Linked DNA regions of Astyanax mexicanus: region 2 is linked to region 1. Evidence: chromatin contacts called from public Hi-C data. All regions are on one chromosome and are shown on one strand. The core of a region is the stretch at or near the end of the contact, and the rest is flanking DNA. Distances in the headings are between cores, read along the strand shown.

Evidence for each region. Hi-C and Micro-C count contacts between places; a contact is called where the count stands out from the background.
Region 2: a Hi-C map of muscle shows a contact between it and region 1, with 4 times the contacts expected there. The contact joins the promoter of arl5a here to the promoter of lmo7a in region 1. A contact is called at or near these places in 2 of 3 Hi-C or Micro-C datasets (blood and muscle).

Annotation. Positions count from the first base shown.
Region 1 is chr11:28,876,961-28,879,938 of AstMex3_surface, reverse strand. lmo7a (LIM domain 7a) reads left to right here and starts at 1,568. Exons shown (of 31, transcript XM_049485334.1): 1 at 1,568-1,756.
Region 2 is chr11:29,412,512-29,415,413 of AstMex3_surface, reverse strand. It overlaps arl5a (ADP-ribosylation factor-like 5A), which reads left to right and starts at 1,553. Exons shown (of 6, transcript XM_007253479.4): 1 at 1,553-2,052. The coding sequence starts at 2,007.

The DNA.
Region 1 (2,978 bases), core at 319-2,818:
AAAGGTTGGATGGAAGCATGGTCGTGGTAGTGGGGGGAAAAGTGGACCTAACTAGCCAGGGCCCAAGTACGGAGAGGGGCCCATGAAAACCCTGATTTTTTTTCTCTCATGTTCCTTGTGTACTGGCATGGATAGGGGATCACTGACATTGAGAGTGTACAGGACCCAGAATTAGCTGCTTCGCCCCTGCTCCTCTCTTCCTGGCTCCTCCTCCCTTGTGCTTCTCTCTAGTGTGTTTGTCTCGCTTCCCAGGATAGCCTTTGTTGTTTCCCTCGCTTACGCTTTGCGTGATCTCTGTTTCCACCCGTTTTCGCTTCACACCCGTTTTTGTTACCACCCGTTTTCGTTTCCCACCCGTTTTCGTTTCCCACCCGTTTTCGTTTTTCGCCCGTTTTCATTCTCCGCCCGTTTTTATTCTCCGCCCGTTTACGTTTCCCACCCGTTTTCGATTCCATCAGAAAACAGATTACCAATAATCCCCCTGCAAAAACATTGAATTCAACCACCTAACTAAACGTTTTCCTTGTTACTGACAGGAAAAAATGCCATGGCAGGTTTTTACACGTGTTCTACTAGTCTAAATAGATTTCCCGTTGTTTTCCCATATGTCACCACGATCAAAAACACTTCTCTGGTCGCTGACTATTTAAAGTCTCGTCGAGCGTACCTCTTTTTATGGCTCATGAATATTCATGAAGCTTATCAGAGGCTAATCAGAGGCAGCCATCCTTGCGCCCCCAATATAAATAATATATATAAAAACACCAGCATTTTACACACATTTCTGTTGGATGATGTGTTGGTCACTATGACATGCAATTTTAATTATATGTATTATATAGTATATGATATTTATATAGTATTATTAATATTTAAAAATAAAAAAGCATGGCCAACTATAGGTATTTAAGGTGTAGTAACTATAGGTCAATATTTTATGTATAAGCATAAATATTGAGTTTATTTAGCTTATTTTGAGTTTAAATCACTTAAAATGAGGTTAAAATAAAATTCTAAGACTGAATAAGAGCAATATTCATAAGTAAGCAAAATAATCACAAACTTACAATAAAAAAAAAATCAATACATTATTATTTTTTTCCATTCAGTATAGTAAAGAAGAAAAATAAAAGTTAATCTTTTCTCGATTTTCAAATGTTTTTTATTTTTGTATTTTGTAAGTCAAATCTGATGGAATGATTCAACTTTTAAAAAAAATGAAAAATCAGAAATTAAAAAAGAAAATATATATTTTTATTTTTTCTAAAATTCCGATTGTGAGGGACACAGAAATGGATGAAAACTTAATGAATTTTTACATTCAATTTTTTTGCATTTAGCTTCAAACGGTCAGAAAATGTAACTGATAAATGTTACACTGACCTAAAACAGTTCCAATTTCTCGTGGCCACTCGGAAAAACGAATTGCCCGCCCCTGCCTCAGAATGTTCAGTGGTGTGTTAACTGCGTGTAGCCGCTTGGGGGCGCAGTGTGCTGAAGCCCGGCCTGCGTGCCGCTGCTGTACTGAGAGCTGAGCGGCGGTAGTAGTAGAGCGGGTGTGCGGGTCTGCAGCTCGGGGCTGTAGGAGAGTTAATTGGGAAACTTTTCTGGAGAGCATGTCGCTGTTCTGAAACCAGTACTGTAACCTGTGTCTGGAGCTGTGGAGGCCTGCAGCGGTGTGCGGTTTAGTGGAGGTATAGTGATGTTAAAGGGCTGTGTGAGGAGCGCAGGAGCGGCGGGGCAGTGCTGTGAACAGGTAAGAGTTCAGACTGGAGACAGAGTGTGTCCAGCGTGCTTCATTATTCCACATACAGCTTAAATTAATTAACTAATTAAAGGATTTTAACCACCAAATTAAAGGAGACTGCTGTAACTTACACTGCACTGTTGTTTTTTCACTGCTAAAGTGTAAATATTGCCTAATGCCTAATTATAACTCTTGCTGAAACATAATGACACAGATTAACATTTTCATATTGTGTGTTCATTACAGTGGACAAGATGTATTTACTTATTTTTTTTTCTCTGTTTTGTTTCACATAACACTAACTGAGACCTGTTGTTTATCAGAATAGACTATTGACGAGCCAATGAAAATGTTTAAAAGCCAATGAAACAATAGTTTAGCCCCGCCCATTGCCCACTGAAATAAAACAACACTACAGCCAAAAAGGCAAATTAAAAAAAGCTAATTTTTACTAATTTTATGTAATTTCTAATCACACTTTTCATCGTTTTTTTATTTAGTGTTTAAGGATGGTTTGTGAGCATAAAAGTTATTAATCAATATCAAATCTAAAATAAAAATGTTAAGCATATCAAATAGATGCAATCCAATAGATGAAAAAAAAACTGTTACTCTTTTTAGTTAATTGAATGTATTGTTTATATAGATTTTATATTCGAATATTAGAGTCTTTCTTTTGTGTGTATTACAGACAGAAAACAGTGTTGTTGTTATTTTTTTAAATATTTTTCCATCCCTGGCACATAATTCAGGTTAGAGGTGGGCGATAGGGCCCTAAAATAATAAAACAATATTTTACAGTATTTTCATGAGAACAATAACACTAAATTAAAAAATATATATATTTCAAGAATACACTACTGCAACAAAATGAAAATAAAATTTTATTATTGCATACAATATAACTGATATATTAAAAAAATACAAGAATTTTATCAGATTTGTAACAGAAGTCAATGATCCAAGATGTCATGATACTAATAATAATGCACTCCAAATATCTCCATATATCCAGGACTGAAGTAAAATAAATGATACTGAACAAAAAGAACCTGTCTCTACTAGATATATAATGGGAAATGAGAACAGTGTGAAAATTTCTTTTTGATAAAAACAGCAAAAAATGAGTACCCTAAAGTACCCTGAGTGGGTGATATGGCACGATATTTCAGGGTATAATATTGTTCATGATATCTGAAAATGTTGGCGATATAAGTACGATACGCCCCTA
Region 2 (2,902 bases), core at 304-2,803, 540 kb before region 1:
CTGTTTGATGCAGCTGTTATATTATATTATGTTATATCAATACCATTTTAAAGTTTTTCGTTTCTATGTTTTAAAATTCGTTAGATTATATTTTTGTCAACATTTTGGGTTTATTTTCGTTTGTTATTTTTCTAATAATAATAATAGAATTTACATAATTTAAAGTAAGTCAATTACTTTTACTAGTTACATTCATAGTGCGGTAACTCCTTAGTAACTAGTAAATATAACTGATTACTTTTTCAAAGTAAGGTGCCCAACACTGGTTGCCAATGAGCAAGTTTCCCGACGCACAAGAGCAGGCTTATTCTATTTGCCTGAATAACATGAAATTTTTAAAATTAATACAGACATGTAGAAAAAAACGAAGACAAGCTGTAACCTAGATATAAATAATAATATCTTAATAATAATAGAATAATAATAAATAATAGAATAATATGCCAATTAGGCATATTTATAGCAGTAGGGTATTTTAATTTTCATCCCTGACTCTAATTCATTTAAGTTATATACCTGATTTGATATTTTTCCATACAATCCCTGCTAAAGTTTTAGGTGAAGGAGACCCAAAGAAGGTAAGTGCATGTTTCTGGAAAAACAAAAAAGTGGGCGTGGCATCGCAATGGTTACCATCCATCGTGATGTTGGGTCATAAATGACGATATGGCACCTCCTGGTCCTCCTCCACCAAAACATTCGGGTCCGGTGGTGCTGACACACTAAAAAAAGCTTATCAGTTTTGGAAGAGCATCTGTTTTTAGTTTAGCCTCTTCCTTCTTTTTTCGCTCACATCCCACTTGTACACTTAATTTCACCTTAATTCCGTCTTTCACAAGCAGCGCGTGTGCATTCATGGCATGGCCACAAGGCATGGATGGAATATTCAATTTTAACGCGAAAGAGAGGGTGTGGACGGAATCTGTATTTCTTTGTAATTTATTGTGTTGTCTTTGTTTCCATTTTAAACATACAAGAATCACCATTTATGAACTCACTATCTGTGAATTACTGTCCAAAGGGCCCCAATTACCAGCTGTAGGCCTATGGGAAGTTTGCAGCTAGTCATGGGGCCCCTACAGTGGGCTGCAGTGGGAGGGGCCCAAGGCAGTTGCCTAGCAATGCCTCTATGCAAAGACCGCCTCTGCAAACAATAATTACAAATAATGTCTAACTACTTGTCCTTCATATTCCTTTAATTCATAAAAATACAATGAAGTATTTTGCTAAACAGCGAAGAAACCATATTGTTTATACATGTGTTTCATTTTTTCTACAATAAACGGTTTTTGGAAAACAAAGGCGCTAGCATCATTGCTACTGTGTGCCAAACGTGTGGTGAGCTAATGCTGGACATTCGGGCAGAGCACGTTTAAAAGGCTTATAAATTGAATATATTTGAAACATTTGCAAGCTGTACTGTAACGTAATACTGTTCTGTGTTCAGTTAAAAACCTTACTCGTTTTGGACTCATTCAGGAGCGCCCTCTTGTGTCTGTGAAACCCGGAACACACCCTCGAGTGGGTGTTCTCCTCTGTAGAGGATCTCTGGCGCTTCCTCTCCAGCTCTGTGTGTGTATAGGGCTGCTGCGGCAGAAAAGAACAGCGGCCAGAACAGCAGCCGTCAATTTGAAAATGAGCTAGGCTGAATTAGCTAAGCTAGCTAGTTAAGCTAAGTCTTCTCATTGACCTACCGTTTTTATCATTCATCTCATCGATCTAGGCTATGACAGCAAATAAAGTATGCAGCATTTCAGACCCCGCGGTGTCGGAGAGAGATATGGACACTGGTCTCTCCTGTTTCGTCTTGGAAATACTCCCGGTGTCCAGCTAAAGAGCTAGGTTAGCTAACCCAGCTGGCTAGCTGTCACCGATTGCTCGCTTTAGCTCAGTTTTGCTTTCAGTTGGGTGGCTTTATTTGCTTCTAGCTACCACCCAGATAACGCTAAGCTAGGATTTAGACTGATTTGGGTTTAAACTGCCTACGGAGAAACCAGTCAACCGAAATGGGAATCATTTTCACCAAGTTATGGAGGCTTTTTAACCACCAAGGTAAGTCAGATGTTTCAGTAATGTCAGATTGGAGCTCGGTGAGGGAGGGGTGTAGGGTAGGTAGCGTAAGCTAACTTAGCTAGCTAGTTACCTAACCTAGGTAACCTAGCTTGGTTAGCTTGTTGGCTAATATGATGTGAGTTGAATTCCATAAACGCGTCTGAAACCACTCACTCAGAGGGCAAAGGTATCTAGCTAGTTAGCTGGCTAGCCAGGCAGCTTTTCTAGCTAATAATGGTCGACTGCGCTTGATCAGTGTTTATTAAACTTGCTAGTTAGACACGTTATCTAGCTTAGCTGGTCTGATGTTGACAAGCTATGTGTGGACCTGTGGATCTGTTTCTGTGGCTCTGTGGAGGTTTATGACCGACCCGAGGTCAGTTAACAGGCGTTTAGCTATCGGTAGCATTTAGCACCAGAGGGGTTCGGGCCCATTTTAGCTGTACTGAGACAGCGGACTCGTATGCTAACCTAGCTAATCTAGCTAACTAACGTTATATATGTGATTAAAGTCTGAAAATCTAACAATTCAATAGCGTTAACTGTGTTTTTATTACTTGCCAACATGATATCGTCTGTTTTTTAGCATGTAAATGATACCATCTAGCTAATTAACTCGCGAGCTTAGCTTGAGTGTGTATTCTGTCAGTTCAGATGGTCCTCACGATGATGTAGTTTGTCAGCTAGCCAAACTGGGCCAACTAACTAGCGTTATTTATGTTATATAGCAAGCTGTTTTAAAATTTTACTAGTGAATTTAACTATTAATATCAGATTTAGTAATACATTCTGACTACTCATATTACCAGGACCACATATAATTTTTATAGGAATCTTCCACTTTCTTACT